2 separate regions of the Columba livia genome follow, and region 1 is linked to region 2. Evidence: chromatin contacts called from public Hi-C data. All regions are on one chromosome and are shown on one strand. Each heading gives the region's core, a stretch centred on a gene start, on an enhancer-like site or on the middle of the called end of the contact. The rest is flanking DNA. Distances are from core to core; before and after follow the strand shown.

What was found. Hi-C and Micro-C count contacts between places; a contact is called where the count stands out from the background.
Region 1: a contact with region 2 is called in a Hi-C map of crop, with 3 times the contacts expected there. The contact joins two enhancer-like sites. A contact is called at or near these places in 2 of 2 Hi-C or Micro-C datasets (crop and liver).

What each region holds. Positions count from the first base shown.
Region 1 is chr12:7,533,570-7,536,538 of bColLiv1.pat.W.v2, reverse strand. No RefSeq gene overlaps it. Among named protein-coding and RNA genes, the nearest start is that of STK26, 17 kb to the right of the region's middle. Within about 2 kb of position 1,453, at least 1 of the 3 cell types and tissues checked has an H3K27ac peak away from gene starts, as active enhancers do.
Region 2 is chr12:7,334,550-7,337,297 of bColLiv1.pat.W.v2, reverse strand. No RefSeq gene overlaps it. Among named protein-coding and RNA genes, the nearest start is that of MBNL3, 9.0 kb to the left of the region's middle. Within about 2 kb of position 1,422, at least 1 of the 3 cell types and tissues checked has an H3K27ac peak away from gene starts, as active enhancers do.

The DNA.
Region 1 (2,969 bases), core at 204-2,703, 200 kb before region 2:
CTTAGATAAGGCTGAAAGAGTTGTCATGGTACCACCTGCCTTGTGCTCTTCTGCTGAGCAGTGCCAGGACAGAGAACTCTTGGTGAAGGTTTGTCCAACTTGTAAAAAAATCTCGTGAAAGAGTCTCCCAAATGTTCTGTCCCTCTGTTTTATTCTCTTTAATTGGAAAACTCCCCCAGTAACTGACCTAAATTGATTTTGCTGCAAATTAAGTTGCCTTCTCTTTCATCGCATCACTAGGGACCATGGTTGTTTAGCATCTTGTCTGCCCTCTGATCATGTTGACATGAGTTCTGTCTCTGCTATTTTCTGCTTTGAAAATAAAAAAAAAACAACAAACCACAAACCCTGAATCTTTCAACTGTGTCTCCCAAGTTATGTTTTCTAAATAATTCATCATTCCTGTTGTTCTTCTCCAGAGCTGAGTGTGTTGCTGTCTAAGCCAGACTGCATCACCCCCAAGTCAGCACAATTACCTTATTTGTCTCTCAGTTGTCTTTTCCCAAGTCCATCCAGAATTAGTAGCTTCTCCTTCTTTTTGTGGTAACGGATTGTTGGATAGCTGCTCCTCAGTTCCTGGCTTCCTACAATTTGTGAGCTTTTTTGCGATGCTGCTGCCCTGTCATTTACTCCTTACTGCAAAATTGATTTCTCCTTTCTAAGAAGAATGCTTTTAACAATTTTTATAGGATTGCATGTGTTGCTGTGCCATTTAGAAAACTGCTGAATTTTTTTTATATTATAATTGTGTCCCTAAACGTCTTTCTAACCATTCCTCCTTTGATAGAATCCTTGGAGTGCCTTCTTTACAGGATGAAATTGTTTAAACTGTTGAATAAAACTGCTAACCTGACATTCCTGTGGAATGGCAGCATTTGCTGTCCTGCTGGTGGTCAAGTGCTCTTTAAGAGGTGGGGTTTTTTTAGCCGGTTGCATATCCATCTCAATAATTAACTGTTGTGTTTCCTCAAGCTAATTAGAAGGATGTTGCCTCATACATTAGGCCTATCAAAAAGGGAAGCTGGATTGATTTGGCACAAACTGTTCTCAATGGCTGGTAAACAATGTGAAGGAGGGATTAAAAAGAATTGTTTATGTTATTCCAGAATTACCCTAGGGCTAAAAGTTGGACAAATGGATGGATAATTTCTTGGATGTTTCCTTTCTGAAGACAAACATGATGTTTGTCCTTTGGTTTTTAAAGACCTCTCCTGTTTGCTACAGGCCTTAAAGAAAACTGCCTGTGTTCCAGCTTGCATCAGTGTTTAGATTGTTATGTGCTGCAGGATTAATGAGGCCCTGCCCACTTGAAGACATCCACTTATCTGAATGTTCTCCAGCCTGTTCATCTGGATGTAGGTTTATTTGTTTGTTAAAGTTAATTTTCTCTGGTTATAGATAATCCTTTTCGGAAAGGCTAAAACAAAAGAAAAATCAGCTGCACCAAGCTTCACTGCAGCTCATTCTGATCTTTCCCGTCGGGTCATGAGCCTGCACTTCATTTTCCTTTAGCTTGTAAGGTACCTAAAGGTTCTTTTCTTGTCTGTTTTGTCCCCTGTTAATCCAGGCTTGTTTTAGCCTGTTGCTTTCGTGCTCTCAGCCATGCTGGAAGCTGTGGTTCAGAGCTCCTTTCCCGGTGGGATGAGGGCTGGAAGGCAGAGGAAGGGCATGCCCGGGGTGAATGAGAGGCATCAGCACTCACTGAGACAGTGACCACAAATTACAGCGTATATAAAACAGGCTTTATTATCTACTGCCTGCCAAGCCAGGCTTCTCCTTCTGGTCTTCTGCCCTCATTACTCTACCAAATATGGTACAAGTGCCTGGTGGGAAGGGAGGGAGGCAGAGTCCTGCCGGTGTGCACGTCAGCCCCTTCTGACATGCAGCTTTCCCTTGCTCTGAGTGTCCTCAAAGGTGGTTTGATGTTGCTCCTAAATAGTTTCCTGGCTTATTTTATTTACATGCCATGTATTCTTGCACATCGCCAATGGTAATTTAAGAAAAAATGTTTAAAAAATATTTGAAAGTGGATGCAATGCAAATTTTTGCTCTGTTGTTGTGCTGTTGAGGTAGAACAAAAGTAGGGAGAGTACTCTGAAAAACAGCAGTCAGGGAGTTTGGGGCCCTGTTAGGCTCATATAAGATGCACTGTAAGTAGTAACAGATAATCAGCCTGCTAGGGCCCAACTTCATGATACTGCTCTTTAAATGGTATTATTTACACCTTCAACCTTTTATTTTATACATAAGTGGGAAAGCTGTATAGCATCTTCTTAATGCATGTGAGGTTTTTGATATTAATTTTATTTACACAGACTTTCAGAGCTGCAAATTCACCATAACAACATACTGTTGGATACATACGAGTCCATACACTGGAATTAGCATGAACGTCTCCCCCCTGGGTGATGGAGGTGTAGTTTACACAACCCGGAGCTGATTCAGCTATCGTACAGTTTTGCTTCTTCTTGAAGGTAGGGTCACACCCTACCTGGGATTAGGAAAGAGCAATTGGTAAGAGCAGCTGAGAGCGTTGTCCCTAGCGCAGAGCAGACCTTCACTGAGCTGTTTTCCTTCCCACAGGCATGGGTGGGCAGCCCAGAAGGGGGTGCGATGCCGGCTGCTTCCGAGCAGAAGTAGCGATAGCGTTCAGCCGAGGATCCAGCACGCATCCTGCTGCGCTCAGCTGCGGTGGGTCCGGCAGGGCAGGGAGCTGGAGGCGGATGGCCACCGCTTGCTGCAGCCCTGCAGTTCCTCCCTGGGCGCCTCCTGGGGTGCTCTCCCCCAGGCACGGCTGCTCCCAGCCTTTCAGCTTTCACACCTGTCTGTGCTCACCCAGCTCTCCAGCACCAGTGTGCAAGGGAGAAATTGTCCTCTGGTAATGGGATTATAGTGTCTATCTGGATGATCTGGAATATGATCGTGATTATTCATATTTAAATAACAGACATGACAACGCAAGGTTGTTT
Region 2 (2,748 bases), core at 173-2,672:
GTCGCATTTGATTACTTGAGGGGAAAAAAGTCCCTTTTGATTGCAGGGCTACTGCCAGCTGTGCAGAGCCAGCCTCACAAGCTGGTTCTCACCCAGCCCTCCCCACACTTGCACACATCCTGTATACACACATATATATACAATACATGTATACATGAAGCTTCCCCGGGCCCACCAGCTCACCAACACCCCCGCCTGCATGTTCTGCCCCTAAGAAGATCCCTCCATTCCCACACACCTGGAGACAACAGCATCATCCGTGGGGGCACCTGGGTGCTGTTCAACTGGAAGAGCATGTGCTGAGCTCCTGCAGTTCCCGAACACTGAAAAGCCAACCAGCTGGGCTGGTCTTTCCCTGCTTTTTATTTTCACTAGTTCCCCATCCAATATCTGCTGTAATAAAAAAGGTAAATCAAAAAAACAATGAGTTCTGTTTGAGTGTTGTAAACTGGGTGAACAACTGCTATTCCTGGGCAAAATGGGAAGCCTTGCCAAGAGAGCCATAAAAGCAGAGTTTCCACTCTGAGTTGCTGCATTATTTGCAAAGAGCAGCTTCTGCCAGCCTTGCTGCTCTTTTTCTAACTAAAGTAGGTACAGTAGCGGGGAACAACACACAGGACACAGCTCTGTCCGTCAGTGCTCTGCTGTGACTTCACAGAGCCTGAGATGCATCCGAGAAGGAGAAAAATTGTTTCCTAACGATGCCCAGCATGCAGGGGAACCCAAATATACGCTGTCCCTGGTGTGTCCCCTCCAAATCGCAGCATCACCTCTGAACACAGCCAGCTCCATCCCTCCTGGAGACCTTTTCCTGCAGATCACAGCATCAACAGACACTGCATCTGGTGTGCATTTCAGATCACATTGGAATAATGTCCACCTGCAATTTAAATAAACCTTTCTGGGTCATCAGTGGACTCAGGATGTGACTGATGCTGAGGAGGCATCTCCTTTTCCCAAATGGGTCTCCATTTCTTCCTCCAGAGTCACTGCTCCAAGCAGAAGCATGTGCCAGGCTTCACCAGAAGCTAAACACTGCCCTAAATTTGATCTTGGGCCAGCCTGCACATTCCCCACCATACCAAAACACACAGATGTTTTGTTTAAGCATTACTCAGCTATTTTTTTTTCCCCGTGATTTTCAAAAGATGCCCTAATCACTGTGGGAGAGCAGCAGAGGCCGGGAAGGGTTGCTGCTCCTTGCATCACCACAGCTTAAACACGTGATCCTCAAAATGCGACCGTGTGCGTATCCCACCCGCTGAGCTGTGCATCCGCTGCCGTGTCACGGCTCGGCTGAAATCCTGGAAAGCCTTCCCGGCTGGTTGGCCGGTGTCTGCTTCTCTCTCCCAGCGGTTGCTGGGTTTCTTTATCCCCAATGACAGGTCTTTTGGGGAACTGCATCGTCAGACCCAGAGCTCCTTTGAAACTTCGCACAGCTGGGGGCACAAAAAAAAGCACAGGACCATGAGGAGATAAATAAATAGGAGATGTCTGCTCTTTGCTGAGAATAACCATGCTTGAAGCGAGAAAACTTTTGTCTTGTTTTCTGTTTTATCAGTGGAACAGCACTTGACAAGACCTCTGCTCGGCTTTTCTTTTCTTGTTGTTCAGAGGGAAATATTTCTGCCTTAACAGAGATGATGTTTCCTTACAGACAGCAAAGCAGCCCTTGCCCGAGCTGCAGCACAGACAGCTCATCAAAGCTGTAACAAAGCTGCTGTTGTACTGTCACACAGCAAAGCAAACAGCCCGCGCCTGTTATCATTCACGCCTCACATATGCAGCACTGTAACGACCATTAATAACAGCATGGGCCCAATTCTCATACCCCTGCACTGATTTCAGCCTTGTTCTATTAACAGCCCCACTCTTCTCCACAAAGCCGTAAGTACAAGTTGTCACTGCGATGATACAGCCCTTGGAGCAGCTGTATGGCATCGCAGCGCATTAACCTCCTCCAGGCTCCATCGGTGCGTGGGGGTTATATCACCATTTCCTAATATTAGCTCCCAGAGGAGATTAAAAAAAATATATTATCTGCATTTCTGTCATCATAAATCAGCCTTTATAAACAAGCATCATTCAGCTGAGGAAAACGGAGGCCCAGCAGGAGGTTGGAAGCTGGAACTTGGCTGGTGAGCTGGGAAATCCCATTCCCTGTTTCCCAACATAAAGAAGGATCAGGCAGAAGAAAAGTGAAGGAGCTCCCTTTCCCCCAATGACTCCTCTCCGTGGGAAGCTGAAGATACTGGGAGATATTTTAAGAAGAGATTAGGCAAATTTGTGGGTGATGAGCAGGCAGGGACCACTGCAGTCCACTCCTGCTCCTGCACTGGAAAGCAAAGATACTGGAAGCAGGAGAAAAAGCTGGAATTTCAGACAAAACAAGGCTGAAAATACAATTTCCAGTCCCCTGAGACATTTTTATTGGGTCCTCGATACCTTTAACAGCAGCAATTTGTCCTGCTGAGAGCATATACTCTGTAAAAGCATTTCCCGGCTACATCCACAATGTTTTGGTGTGGAGCAGGAATACAGGGCAAACATCCAAAAGGACCAACATCACCTAACCAGGGACATTCCCAAAATTCAGCATTTTGACGCAATTGAAATAAAAGCCTTTTTTTTCCCCACCTCAAAATGTGACAAACTTCAGCGTGTTCATAGAATCATAGAATAGTTGGCTTTGGAAGGGACCTTTAAAGGTCACATAGTCCAATCCCCCTGCAATGAGCGTAAGCAAGA